5 separate regions of the Mus musculus genome follow, and regions 1, 2, 4 and 5 are each linked to region 3. Evidence: chromatin contacts called from public HiCAR-type and promoter capture Hi-C data. All regions are on one chromosome and are shown on one strand. The core of a region is the stretch at or near the end of the contact, and the rest is flanking DNA. Distances in the headings are between cores, read along the strand shown.

The links. Promoter capture Hi-C pulls out the DNA fragments that hold promoters and counts their contacts. HiCAR-type assays count read pairs that join an accessible place to other places.
Region 1: a contact with region 3 is called in a promoter capture Hi-C map of stem cell-derived epiblast-like cells, with 3 times the contacts expected there. The contact joins the enhancer-like site here to the promoter of Nxt1 in region 3. A contact is called at or near these places in 4 of 39 promoter capture datasets (the 3T3-L1 cell line, hippocampal neurons, liver and 1 more), 1 of 484 Hi-C or Micro-C datasets (CD4 T cells) and 1 of 115 datasets of contacts at active chromatin or transcription factors (embryonic forebrain).
Region 2: a contact with region 3 is called in a promoter capture Hi-C map of pre-B cells, with 4 times the contacts expected there. The contact joins the promoter of Abhd12 here to the promoter of Nxt1 in region 3. A contact is called at or near these places in 13 of 39 promoter capture datasets (the 3T3-L1 cell line, 3T3-L1-derived adipocytes, the C10 cell line and 9 more), 7 of 484 Hi-C or Micro-C datasets (B cells, CD4 T cells, CD8 T cells and 4 more), 5 of 115 datasets of contacts at active chromatin or transcription factors (astrocytes, embryonic forebrain, embryonic stem cells and 2 more) and 1 of 9 other capture datasets (adipose tissue).
Region 4: a contact with region 3 is called in a HiCAR-type map of astrocytes, with 4 times the contacts expected there. The contact joins the enhancer-like site here to the promoter of Nxt1 in region 3. A contact is called at or near these places in 3 of 39 promoter capture datasets (hippocampal neurons and liver) and 2 of 115 datasets of contacts at active chromatin or transcription factors (astrocytes and large pre-B cells).
Region 5: a HiCAR-type map of astrocytes shows a contact between it and region 3, with 5 times the contacts expected there. The contact joins the promoter of Pygb here to the promoter of Nxt1 in region 3. A contact is called at or near these places in 3 of 39 promoter capture datasets (hippocampal neurons, liver and pre-B cells), 2 of 484 Hi-C or Micro-C datasets (CD4 T cells and CD8 T cells), 3 of 115 datasets of contacts at active chromatin or transcription factors (astrocytes, large pre-B cells and thymic regulatory T cells) and 1 of 9 other capture datasets (liver).

What each region holds. Positions count from the first base shown.
Region 1 is chr2:146,495,862-146,498,561 of GRCm38.p6, reverse strand. The region is part of intron 1 of Ralgapa2 (Ral GTPase activating protein, alpha subunit 2 (catalytic)); the gene reads left to right. Among named protein-coding and RNA genes, the nearest start is that of Ralgapa2, 15 kb to the left of the region's middle. Within about 2 kb of position 1,426, at least 30 of the 459 cell types and tissues checked have an H3K27ac peak or open chromatin away from gene starts, as enhancers often do. A contact at or near this core is called in stem cell-derived epiblast-like cells, where this site is marked.
Region 2 is chr2:150,903,293-150,905,992 of GRCm38.p6, reverse strand. Abhd12 (abhydrolase domain containing 12) reads left to right here and starts at 1,262. Exons shown (of 13, transcript NM_024465.3): 1 at 1,262-1,636. The coding sequence starts at 1,446.
Region 3 is chr2:148,671,270-148,673,969 of GRCm38.p6, reverse strand. It overlaps Nxt1 (NTF2-related export protein 1), which reads right to left and starts at 1,355. Exons shown (of 2, transcript NM_019761.6): 1 at 1,135-1,355.
Region 4 is chr2:150,807,301-150,810,000 of GRCm38.p6, reverse strand. Pygb (brain glycogen phosphorylase) reads right to left here. Exons shown (of 20, transcript NM_153781.1): 4 at 1,101-1,204. Among named protein-coding and RNA genes, the nearest start is that of Pygb, 22 kb to the right of the region's middle. Within about 2 kb of position 1,325, at least 29 of the 459 cell types and tissues checked have an H3K27ac peak or open chromatin away from gene starts, as enhancers often do. A contact at or near this core is called in astrocytes, where this site is marked.
Region 5 is chr2:150,785,402-150,788,101 of GRCm38.p6, reverse strand. Pygb (brain glycogen phosphorylase) reads right to left here and starts at 1,306. Exons shown (of 20, transcript NM_153781.1): 1 at 992-1,306. The coding sequence starts at 1,234. Gm30141 (a long non-coding RNA gene) reads left to right here and starts at 1,350. Exons shown (of 3, transcript XR_375102.4): 1 at 1,350-2,131.

The sequences.
Region 1 (2,700 bases), core at 177-2,676, 2.2 Mb after region 3:
AGCCCCAGGGTGTGATGGACAGGGAGCTGAATTGCTGTGCTTCCTGTTTGGGTAAGTAGACCTGCTCACTAGACGCTGGCTGTCTCACTGCGAGCTCTCTATTGCTTATGGGTTAGTTACCTTTCTAATGCAGTGATGCAACACCACGACCAAGGCTTAGAGAGAGAAGGGTTTATTTGGGGCTTACAGTTACAGAGGGCTAAGTTCATGCCTTGTCCCAGCAGGGAAGTGTAGGGACTGGAGCTGGAAGCTGAGCGTCAACTGGGATGACACATGGCTTTTGAAACCTTGAAGGCTACCGGCAGAGATGAATTTTCTCCAGCAAAGACATCCTTCCTGAGCCTCCCCAAACATGGTCACCAACAGGGAAGCCTAATATTCAATGCCTGAGAAGCGGGGTTGGGGGTTGGAGATCTCATTCAAGCCAACACAGCTTACTTTATGAAGAGTCAAAACCTTTGTCCTAAGCTGGGCAGTGACTGGAGACAAAAGAGAAGAGAGAAGGAAGTGGTATTGGACAGCTCTGAGTGGTGTAGAAGCTGTGGCATGCATACTTGTGGAGAAAGAGGGGACACACAGTTTGTGTCCTTCCTCGCTCTGCAGGGACCAGTGATGAGGATGCAGGCTAGGAACACTGTGGCCCATGGAACAGGAAAGGTAGAGTATTCTGGACCATGTGCTGCGGCCCCACAATGGACTGCACTGGTAATTGGGTAATAGGCAAAGACAGGCAATTAGAAAGCACTGTAGACATGGAGGAAGAGGGAGACAGGCCATTGGCTGAAAAAGACTGAGCTGAGAAAAATGTCTGTGGGTCAGAATAGTAATGACTCAGCTATATAAATGATGACAAACAGCAGCAGACCCTGCCGGGAGGCTCATTGCAGGTTTTAACGCTTTTTTTGTATTTTGAGGGTTTCTTAATAAAAAGACCTGTGAGAACTTTGAATTTTGGTTTAGTATTAACTGTATTATGAATTAGTGCCACCGAGCCTTGTGTCTTTCTCAGACGGTGGTTGAGACCAGGCGTACCCAAGAAGACAGGGGCACACACGTTCCTGGGCCTCAGCGTGTTAACCACTGAAAGCACGGCATGTGTTCTCTTCTGACCACTTTTGTACATGTTCAGTTGTACTGTTCTGTACTGTGGTATTGCTGTGAAGAGACACCATGACCAAAGAAGGGTATAAAAGCATTTAACTGGGGGCTTGCTCACAGTTTCAGAGGGTGAGTCCATGACCATCCTGGCAGGGACATGGCAGAAGTAGCTAAGAGCTTAATAGTCTGCAAGATGTAGGCAGACAGACTGGGCTTTTGAAACCTCAAAGCCACCAGTCACACAACTCCTCCAATAAGGCCACACCTACTCTCTCCCAAAACAGCCCCACCCACTAGGGATGAACGATTCAAATGTGGTGGCCTTTCTCATTCAAACTACTACAGTCTGCTTGCAGTGGCTGCTGTAGCCTAAGCCTCTGGGATCCTTCAGAGACAATGTTAGTTCATGCCAGCAAATCAATAAATGCCTGCCTCCCTCTTTAGAGAGCAGCTTAATGGTTAGTGCTTGCTCTTCTGCTTGAGAGCCCAAGTCCATTCCAAAGCCCTGCTTGTATCCCACATGCTTTCCTGAGTCTTCTTACTGCTGTCTCCAGCCTGAAGATCCCATCACCTGTACGATGGTAGACTCCCAGAGCTGTCATTTCTGAGCCTAGACCATCTCATTAGCACTTTATAGTCTGTCTGGCAGAGTAAGAGGTTGACTCATATGGTCTAAGGCTACCAGGTCTTGTAAATGAAAGCTTGTTGTGATTGGAGATTTCATCACCTTTTTTGGCATCTTAAGGTATCCATGTTTGCTTCTTTCCACTCAGTACAAGCTCTTGAATATGACATAAGCATCTCTTGCTGTAGTTGTGTTTTCTATCCTTTCTACTGAATTATAGATACACAGCCTTTCCCAAACATAACTAATCTCCTTTCAGCAATTAGATCATTACCAAGCACTCCGAGCAAGGTATGGTGCCATTCCTAAAGTGCACATATTGGACAGGGAATTTGTGAAAATTGCTGCTTTTAGAAATGATCAAGCTATTATTCTATGTATCATTTGTGTTAACTTTTCTTCAGAATTGAAAAGTTGTGTTTTCAAGTTTAAAGAATAGTGTATCCAATGTACAGACTGCATAGTTGCTAATTTCTTTTATAGTAGTTCAGTTTTGAACTACTGTAAACGAAAGTTTTTCGTTTCTTTACAAAACACTGGGAAGCAACTTTTCTTCTTTTAGCTTTTTTTTGGGGGTTGCATATTTAATACACCTATTATGAAAATTTGAATAATGTGAATGAGCTTTGAGTAGTGTAAAAAATCATTTAAAATTCCGCAGTCCTTTATCCATTGCTGGTATTTGGGTAAACCTGCTCTCTTGCTTGTGCATGTTCCCCTGTCTCTCTTGCTTTCAGCTGTGCTTGTGAGCACCCACACACACCACCTGTTTGCACGAGTTATCATTATACATAGTCTAATGCTGTGTTTTTATGAAGATACCTTAAACGTTTGTGCATTCCAGGATGGGAAGACTTATATTATCCTTACGTGGCTGTATTGTGTCTTACTGGGCTCCTATAACAAACTGTTCACTACTCCGGTAGTGTTGCTATAGCAATTAACGCTGCTCACATTGTTCTGCCAGCACTGGTGCA
Region 2 (2,700 bases), core at 13-2,512, 2.2 Mb before region 3:
GCCTCCAATCTGCAACCCTCCTGATGTCAGCTTCTGTAATAACTTCAGGCATGTCCTACCAGGGCTATTTGTTCTTTTGTTTTTCTATAAAGATTTTATGACTGATAGGTCAAAACTATCTTTAAGCATTTAATTTCCTTTTTGAATATTCAAATCTATAGTACTATTTTGTTGATGTTTTAAAGACTGTAGATATTCATACAGTATGAACATAGGTTATAATATAGCAAAAATGGTAAAGAAATTCTTGAATTGCAAGTTGTAACTATCATTACAAAGGCAACAACATAATCCATTACATTTCTAAGTTCCTATTAAATCTTTATCAGTTGCCAATATTTTTCAAACTGATTACATGCATGTTGAAATTACAAAAGTAACTCATTAGTAAAATGCATGCTATATCAAACAAAACAAAAACTATTAAAAGCTACAACGTGTCCTTTCATTTTTTTTCAGGTGGATTGAATTATTAAATTTGGATGTCAGAGTGCAAATTCCTCTTTGAAACGGATTTCCTTGCCTTCTTACCAGTCCTAATCGTTCTTATGAAGATCCAAACTTTAATAGAAGACTTCAAAGCATACGCAGGCAGTTCATTTTCTTACATTCAGCGAAAGAAAAAGTGAATATATGGGAGGCAGAGGCAGGCGGATTTCTCAGTTCGAGGCCAGCCTGGTCTACAAAGTAAGTTCCAGGACAGCCAGGGCTACACAGAGAAACCCTGACTCGAAAAGACAAAAAAAAAAAAAAAAAAGTAAATATAAACTTGTTTAAACAATACATTAGCTACTGGAGTCTCTCTCTCTCTGTAAAGCTTTTTTGTTGAGTATATCAAATCTAGAGAACATCTGGGGCTCTAGCTTTTTAGGGGCGCCAAATGCCCTAAAGAGGGAGTAGAGAGAGCCTATTTTGCCCAGCAAACGGAGCTAGTGCCCTCAAGGACTCCCTAGCACCCTCCCCATTCGGACCACTTAGATCTTAGATAGGGCCTGCCTCAGTTCGTAGGCAGAGGGCACCTGAGTTGCACCTAAAGCAACCCAGCAGGAGAATCCAAACTGGCCCTAATCCGTTTCGTAAACGCACTAAGACCCTTCAGACTAGCCCTGCCCTGAAAATGACCCGCAGTTTCAGCTTATTCCGCCCTTCTCCAAGATGGCTGTGGCTGGCGCTGGGGATGCTGGGCGCGCTGCTTGTGAAGCGGAGCTGCCGGGGGCGTGTCTGGGGCGGGGCTTCCTGGACTCGTGCGCTGATTGGCCGCGGTGGCCGACCGGCCTCCGGCGCTGGTCCATAGCGGGCGCCGCGGCCTGGGGCTGGGATGTGACCCGCAGTGGGCTCCCGGCTCCGGGTGGTGACGGCTGTGAGCGGCGGCGACTGCAGCGAGGTCGGCGCAGGCGGGCGGGCGAAACCAGGGCGCCGAGAGCTGCTGCCGACAGGGCCGCGGGATGAGGAAGCGGACCGAGCCCGTCACCTTGGAGCATGAGCGCTGCGCCGCCTCAGGCTCGTCCTCCTCCGGCTCGGCCGCCGCGGCGCTGGACGCCGACTGCAGCTTGAAGCAGAACCTGCGTCTGGCGGGCAAGGGGACGGCAGAGCCGCACAGCGCATCCGACGCGGGCATGAAGCGGGCGCTGGGCAGGTGAGATGCGGTGCAGACACGCGCGGGCCCCTCACCTGGAGGGCAGGTAGTCCCAGGCTCCCACCTTCAGAGATCTGCTGCGGGAGCATCACACGGTTCCATCCTCCCGGCGTCCTCTTCGACCCTTCTAAAGACTACCTCCCCTCGTCTGGCCCGCAGGGACCGTCCAACCCCATTCTTTCCTCCAAACATCTGCCTCTGGAGCTCTCCTTCAACCCCCATCTCACCCTCCCACCCCCTCCACGAGCTGCTCACTAACCCACCCAGCACCCTGGCTGGCATCCTTATCAGGTTAGCCTGCAGAGATACTTAGTGGTTGAGTCCATAGTAATCAGGGGCCCAGTATTCCTGACTGGCTCTGGAAAGAGTCTCCCGAGGAGTTTGAAAGGCTGCCCTTAAGAAGAGGACCACGCAGGGTGAACGGCAAGACCAAAGACCCTGCAAGTGCTCTTAGCCAGTTCACCTGCTTTGCCTTGACCGTATATGGAGCTCAGTAGCAACTCTCCTGTCTGGTCCTTCCCTTCGCTAGCTAATCGCAGGTCAGAGCTGCATTCACCGACCCCCTTTCAAGGGTTAAGCCGTTTTCAGAATCCAAAGGAAAGGATGGATGGATGCATCCATTCTCAGCTGTTGGAGAGAACTGGTGGTTGTCTATGCAGGTAGTTAGTTACAAAGCACTTGAAATCTGCACAGGAATTGGTCATTGAAAATTACTCTGTAAGGTCCTGGAATCTTCTGGGATTGGTCGGTGAGTTAGACTTGCATCCTTCTTTTAGGATGGAGAAGAGGCAGTTATGTAAAGCTGATCTCAAAATTGAGTAGCCTGTTTTATATAGGAATAGGTTTCTTTCCCTCTATCTGGTTTCTTAATTTGATAGTTTGTAGACTATTATCTCTGTTGGCAGTTTTGAAGCCTTGATAGTGTATGACCAGAAATATTAGTTTGCAATGTTCCTAAGTCAGGAGTTGTAGCAGTCATTTCTTTTTGCATCAATTGATCGTTTGTTGTATATGTTAAACATTTACCCAAGAAAGAAAATCAGAGCTTGAAGCTCTGTGCTTAA
Region 3 (2,700 bases), core at 106-2,605:
TGAGACACGTTCTCTCTATGTATTTCTGCCACTTCTATGTAGACCACACTGGCTTTGAACTCATGACATCCGCCTCTGCCTTTTGTGCTGGGAATAAAGGTGTGCACGACCATGCCTGGGCCAACATTTTTTTTTTTTTGGTTTTTCGAGACAGGGTTTCTCTGTGTAGCCCTGGCTGTCCCGGAACTCACTTTGTAGACCAGGCTGGCCTCGAACTCAGAAATCCGCCTGCCTCTGCCTCCCAAGTGCTGGGATTCAAGGCGTGCGCCACCATGCCCGGTTTCATTTTTTTAAGCTTATCAGTTTATGAACGATGGATTCCACACAGAGCAAGGAGGAAGCTGGCCCTATAGATGAATTCGGAGCCAGCTTGATACTGCTCTTGCCACTCTCTCACCAAGGTCCTCCGACTCAACAATCAATCTGAAGTGCTGTTTGCTTAGTAGTTTAGGTACATTCCCTCAATCATCATTGCACAAGTCACTGTAACAACTTTACAAAAAGAGTTACAAACTTACTTGCTTCATTCTACGGAAGCAAGGGAGTCAGAGCTATGCTTACTAAGTTCCAGGATTTTTTTGAAAGCAGTTCTATATGAAAACAGCTCTAGGGATGCTGGCTTAACAATGTTCTCCAAGGTAACCATATTTCTCTGTCCAACCACCTCATCCCCACTTCTTTAGGCCACAATGCTTCGCCCTAACATTGGTCACGCCCCCAAAGATGATCACCCCTATTTCTGGTCCTCAGCTACCCACAGAACCCGGTCATCTTTCTCTCTTAAGGAGAGAGCAGTACGACCGAAACATAGTAGAGTGAGAGTCAGAAAGATGCTCCACTCCCATGGTTCATACTGTAGTTTCCTGGAGTTGGACCTCAGAAACGGCAGCCGTGCCCCGGGCCTCATTTCCAGCTGGGAGTCGCTTCTTACATCCCCCGGCCCCAAACTGCTGCTCTCCTCCGGGTATGGCAAACTCACCGCCACGGTTCTGCACATAAAAAAGCCTGATGCCAGGTTGCAGAGACACCACGTGGAGGAAAGGACAACATCCATGTCTTATTGAGCCTAAGAAAAGGGAAGAGGTCCCTGGTGCCGCGGCGTTGCCAGACGGCCAGGCAGGAGCGCTCACTTACCTGCTCGATCTCGGTCAGCGCCGCCAAGGCGACTCGGTCCCGGGTTCCGCCCCGGTCGCGGTCCCGGGCCAGAAGAGTTTCTCTCCTGTTCTCCTCTTCCTCCCAGAGGCTCCGCCTGAGAAGCCGACGTCCAGGAGGCGAGGAACGGTTAAGCGCCGGTAGTGGCTTCCCGCGCGCCGCAAGCTGCAATGTGCGCAGGCGCTAGCATCCCGGTTCCCGTCGACTCCCGCCTCCCCGCGACGGGCAGCTACGCGAGCCAGTAGAAAACTTGGCTCCGCCCAGGTGTGGCGGCAAAGACAGTGTAGGTTCCGGGTTAGGCACTATCCTAGAAGATCCGGTTGAGGGAGCTCTGATTGGATGTTGTGGAGAGGGTGGAGTCAACGCGCTTAGCTGTGGAAGGCTTGGTTAATAAGAGATATCTGTCTTTGCTAGATCTGGCTCCCTTCTTCTGTGTGTGTTGGGATGATATCTTGTGGAGACTCGTGAAGCTTCAACGTGGAGCTTCACTGGTTGATGCTAACTAGGGAGACAACAGCATGGCTTCAATAAGGCTCTGGACTGAACCCAGCACATAGACACCCGTAGTGTAGGAACCCGGTGGAAGGCTAAATCTGAGAGTCTGTGGAAGTCCTTGTGGTCAAATATGGTCAAATATCTTAGCTGAGCGCACCCTTCCTAAGGTGAAGCTACTTAGAGTTGACAAGCAGATGAACTTATAAGAGAACAAATTTTAGTCTAGTGAGAACTGAGGTCGAAGAGGCGGGCAAGGGGACAATGGTAGTTGACTTTCTATGCAGTGCAAATTGAGTTTCCTGCTGGCTCCAGCTGCGGCGCAGTACCACCTCATTTAAGACACTGAATTTGTTTTAATCTGGAGCTGTCTAGATACCTAGCATAGAAATGGAGCCATTTCGCGTGGGAAATTGGGAAACTGCTTCGTGTATCAAAACCCAAAGAGCTAACTTTGCTGAGACCTGATTCTTTGCTTCATCTGCCCGGCTAGGAGAGCTGTTTGTAAGTGGCTTTGTTCAATTAAGTACTTTAATCTGTATTTTGTTACCAACCTCTCGGCTCCTTTTGCTCATGTTACTAAGGGAACATTTGTTTTTAGATTTAAGAAACGAGAATGGCTGTTCAATATAGGTCACTTCCCACTGGAGTTAAGTGAGTGAAAAGTTTTCATTATTGAAAGAATTAAGTTGGAGTCTGAGTTTCAAGGATGAATAAGTGCCTTTGGAGCAGTAGTTACACAAAAATATGTAGTAAACCTGGGGATAAAGTAGTGGTAGGTCCCAGGACTTTTCCTGAGGGAGAACTTGACCTTTATTCTTTCAGTAGCCCTTGAATTTGGGAGATTAGAGATGCCTCTGATTCTAAAGGACTGGCCACTGACACAGTTGAGCGTATTCGTCAAGGTTCTCTAGAGGATAGAATCTCTCTCTCTCTCTCTCTCTCTCTCTCTCTCTCTCTCTCCCTCTCCCCTTCCTCTCCTCCACCCCTCCCCCCTCTCCCTCTTTCTCTCCCCTTCCCCTCCCCTCTCTCTCTCTTTCTCTCCCCTCCCCCTCC
Region 4 (2,700 bases), core at 76-2,575, 2.1 Mb before region 3:
TTCAGGTTTTGGAATTTCAAGAGTCAGCCACCATTTCCACCTGATAAAGTGCAAGGGATTGCGCCTTGTGCGTGGCAGGCAAGTGCTCGACCAATGAGCTGCAACCTCCCTGATGGAATTGTTTTTTTAAATGGTTCTTTCACAGAAATAAGGAATCTCTATCTAGGGTGTGCAGGAAAGTGACACAGATCCAGTCGCTATCCATCTATCTCTTTAGTCCCAACAGGACGCCTCCGTACATGGTGATCAATCCTGCCTTTTGATACTATGGCAGCAGTCCCTGGTCTATCACTGAAACTTTTCAGTACCACGGCTGGTGTGTCCTATGGAATAATCCCAAAGACAGCTACAGAAGCAGCACCTTCCCAAACACAGGCAGCAGCAGGGCCACTCTTAGGCCAGGATCCTCAGTCCTCCCAGCAGAGAGCTCTGCAGCCCGCAGCCCGCAGCCCTGCACAGCCATGCCTGCACTTGTTGCTATAATCGCTGCCTCAGTGGTGCTGAAGGCAGAGGGTGGGCACTAAAGGGATAACAATTGCTTTTGTCCTAGTCTAGTCAAGGCTATTGTTTTGGGACAGGGTCTTCCTATGTAGACCTAGCTGGCTTAGGACTCAAAAAGTAAACCAGACTATCCTCAAAACCTGTGGCAATCCCCCTGCCTCTGGCCTCTTGGGAGGGCCAGAGTTACAGGCATGAGTCACCATACCCACCTTTGCTTTTCTAGTTATCCAATTGTCCCAGAGGATGAACCCCAACAGCAATATCCTTACCCCATGTACAATCCACCCCTGGACACCAGCACATGGTTTGTGGTGCCCTGCCTACCACTGTTGGTGGCCCCCTCTGGGGTCTCCAGAAGCTCAAATGAACCCGTGTATCTCCCCACATGATTTCCCTGTCACTACGTAGAAGCTATTTGCCAAGGACCCACACAGGACCAGCCTCTCCAGAGCTGACTGCTTCCTGCTGCCCTGTGCTGAGAACTAGCCAGCTCTCTCCATGAGTACAGAGCACACTCAGATGAGTTCACTCCAAGAGTTCACTCCCTTCCAAGTATGAACGAGGACTGGAAAACAACGGTCAAACCTAAAGTCACCCACCTGCCAGCCATTGACAATCTTTTGGTTGAAAATCCCAAATTCATATCGGATTCCATAGCCGTATGCAGCCAGACCCAGGGTGGCCATTGAATCAAGGAAGCAGGCTGAAAAAAAAATCAAATGACAAATCGCAACCCATTAACAGACTTGACTGGTAGACAGCAAGGTTCCACTGGGATTTGGCCAGGGAGTTGGCAGGGAGGGAGCCAGGGATAACCATAGCAACCTCGAGTTTCACAAAAGGGCACACTGGAGTCCTCCTTACCCAAGAGCAGGGTAAGAGTGAGGACTCCCAGAGATCATGGTCAAGTCCTTTCTTTGCCAACTTGCTCTGAAATGTGCACCCTCCATCTACAGCTCTGACAGCAGGGACTCATCTGAGCCTCTATTCGTGGGAATAAGCCACAGAAACCAGGCCAATGGCGTGCACTTCATGGCTCTGAATACTAAACACCCACACTCCACAGCCCCACTACGGTCTGCAACATTAGCGGGAGCAGCATGTCAGCAAATGGAGCTCTTGTTTTGTTCCGATCGAAACCTCTTGAGGGAGGCTGGAGGGGTGCTTCAGGGTTCAGTGGTTGAGAGCACTGGCTGTTCTTACAGAGAACCCAGGTTGACTTCCCATCACCCACAAGATGGCTTACAACTGTCCTTAATTCCACTTCCAGGGAAGCTGATGCCCTCCCTCTTCTGACCTCTGCAGGCACCAGACATGCATGCAGTGCACATGTATACATGTGATGCTGATAGAACACCCATATTCACAAAATTATTTTTCTTGAAAAATCAGTTTTAGGCTGGAGAGATGGCTCAGTGGTTTAAGAACACTGTCTGCCCATCCAGAGGTCCTGAGTTCAATTCCCAAGAACCACATGGTGGCTCACAGCCATCTGTAATGTGGAATCTGATGCCCTCTTCTGGTGTGTGTGAAGACAGTGACAGTGTACTTAAATAAATAAATAAGTCTTAGAAAAATCAGTTTAAAAAAAAAAACTTCCTGAGAAAGAAAGAAAATTGCAAGTGTTTTGAATAAAAATGCAGAAAGAAGCTGTGTTAAAATTTCTGACTTGGGCTGGGAATGATGGTTACACGCCTTTAATCCCAGGGGCACAGAAAGGTGGATCTTGGTGGATTTGAGGCCAGCCTAGTCTACATAGTGAGTTCCAGGCTAGCCAGCACCACACAGTAAGATCTTTTCTCAAAGTGGACAACCGGAAAAAAGGAAGGAGAAAGAAACCAGGGGCATAGTACGGAGGGTGCCACGGGGAACACTAGCAGGTAAAATACATGTCTGAGTCACCAAATGCAAACACCAGCAAGGGAGAGGAATGAGAGGCCTGGACGCCTGTGCTGGACTCGTTCTTCTGGGAAAGATACCGACCAATCAAGCCATCCTGAACCCACACCAGGCCAGAGAAGAGGCTGGCAGGGAGGAGGGCATCTGGGTCCAGGCCATGCAGGGCAGGTGACAAGGAAAGGTACCTGGCATCAAGGAACATGAAAACACCGTGGCGGGCACCAAGTCAGAGGCGGGCCACCCCGAGATCAGCGGTGGGCTCACCAGGCTGTTGCAAAGCTTATTAAAGAACACTCAGGA
Region 5 (2,700 bases), core at 57-2,556, 2.1 Mb before region 3:
AGGACTGGGGGACCTGGTGGAGCTGGCACACGCCTTAATAATCCCAGCACTCTGGAGGCAGAGGCTGGTGGGTTTCCGTGGGTTTGAAGCCAGCTTAATTGCACAGAGTTAGCAGTCCAGCAGACAGAGCTGAGAAGTTTTGGGGGTTGGGGTGGTGAGAACTGTCAAAGGCTCCGTTCAGTGTATTTTGTTTTCCTACTAAGAATAAAGGTTTGCAAAACAGAAAAAATGCTACAACTTCTAAAGCAACTTGCTAACAAGTTTTGTCAAGGTGGAAACCTCAAAGGCAGCCTTCCCCACGAGGATTCCATCTTTGAGTTTCGGACCCTCTCCTGTTTCAGGCAGGCATTACAAGTGATTTTCTTCTCATCAGTCTCGGAGTAGGGGGTAGGGTGGGGAGCACGGGGCGGGGCAATTCCCTGCAGATTACTGATCTCACCCCTTTCCGACTCATAAAACTACCGGATCTAGTTCCAGTCCCCCATCTTCTTCGCTCGGGGCTGCAGAAAAACAAAAGGGGGAGGGGAGTGGGGGAGTAGAGGAAGCATGAACTCTGAAGCCATCTCGGAAGTCCACAGCTGGAAAACAGCCGGAAAATCCGCCGGCAAGAGCAGACCCCTAGAGCACTTCTCTGGGATGCGCAACTCCGCCGTGGGCAGAGGCCTGGCTCCATACAGCCAGATTCCAGACAACGTACCGGTGGGGGACTGACTGCGGTGGAAGACAAGGGGCCACTCAAAGCCATACTTAGGGACTGGGGACTGCGGGCCGGGGAGCAGGGGGATGGGTCTCAATTAAAACGAAACCCGAAAGAGAGGGTATGCACCGGTCCTTCGAAGGAGGATGCATAACTCTACTGTCTCTTCATTGGTCGCAGGTGACCGTGGTGCAACAGGGACCAGGCCCGTGGGCGATACTTGGGAGGGGGGGGGGGGCGGGACCCGCCCTGCCCTGGGCTCGGTCTCCCTCCCAGGGAGGGCGGGCTGCTCACCTTGGGGTCCCGCTCATAGTAATGCTGCTGCGTGCGGATCCAGCGGCCCACTAGGTGGTCGCGAACTGTGTGTGCCAGAGCGAAGAAGTAGTCGCGGGGCGTGGCCACATTGCGGTCCTTGACCAGCGTGAAATGCAGGTGTCTGTTGAAGCTCTTCCGCACCTCGGCCACGTCGCCCAGCCCCGCGATGCCACGCACGCTGATCTGCTTCTGCCTCTCACTGTCCGTCAACGGCTTCGCCATGGCGCCAGAAGAGGCAGAGGACAGGGTACGGCCCTGGAGCGAGCAGAGAAGACTCTAGCGCTGGGATGCTGCGGTGTCTCTGGCGCCAAGGACTGCAGCGGAGGCCGGCTCATACGGATTGCGCCTGCGCTTTGCGAGAGGGCCGGGCCCTGTGGATGGGCGTGGGCTGATCTGGAGGCGGAGCCTCGGAGAAAGAGCCCGTCAATCAGGCTGTTTCAGCCGGGAAGAGAACGTGGACGCTCGAGGGGAAATGGTTTATTCCTTTACTGGTGTGTCTGGGGCTGGAAAAACCGGACTGCAGCTTCCCCATACCTAAGATTTACCACTTTTATGAGGCAAAAGTAGAAACCGAACCAGTGGCTGCGCCTGCCACACTGGAAGGCAAACTCTTGCCATTCAGGGACTTCCTGGAGTTTCCGGGGCTGCAGGGACTGGCTCTGCACAGAATCACCAGATGCCCTTTTTAGGACTGCATTGGGTGCTCAGGTGTAGCTGAGCTCTGTTAAACGTTCAGAGAAGTGTGCACACGCTTGACAGACAGCCCCCAATACCTGCTGGGACTCGTCGCCAAGCTGACAGGTGGTTCTGAAAACACACGCAAGAAAAAAACGTTGTTTGTGCAAAAACTAAAAATTCATAAGTCATATCAATGTTTGTGCCTCCATGACACCACTTCAGCTCTGGAGAACAAACTGCATGGAACTCCTCAAAATACAAATCGCCAGTCTAGGCTGCAGTGACAAACACAAAAAATCTGCTGCAAATTAAGTATACAGCATTCTCTCCAAGGATGGGCAGAGGCTACTATCAATCACAACCTTTCTGGTTGTTAAAGAAAAATTCCATCCAGAAAGAAGTCAGCCATGCACAAGGAGAAGAAGGAGAAACATTTCATTGGTGAGCAGGGAAGCAAGCTGAGGTTCTGAAAGGGTTTAGGCCAGCCCAAATTTCTTACCGTTTATAGGTCAGGAGGCAACACTGCCTGCCTAGGGGACCATCTCAGAGTGGTCTCTGAATCCCTTAATCATTAAGGGAGTTTAGTTAGGAGTGTTTACAGCAACATAAATTGCAGAAACAAATGGTTTTATATAAGAATACATTATAATTTCAATAATATGTATCAGGCAGGTAGCAATAAAAAGGCATACAGGAATTGCAAATAACAGTAGTCTTGGACTGTAAAAGAACTTTTCTCTTAGCAAACTGTAAGAGGAGGTTCAGCATGACCTTAGTCCTCTGTGACAACCTTCCCTTCAGGCAGTTTTGGCAAATGTTTGTTTTCCAGATAAAGGGTGGGTGGTTTTTTTTTTTTTTTTTTTTTTTTAACAAGGCAGGACTCAACCTACCTAAGTAAAACTTTAATCCAATTGACTCCTACATAACCAGACACCAAGCTATCATAAAATTATACAGACATACATTCATACATGAATATATATAGTTTTTGAAGGAATACCCTATAGCTA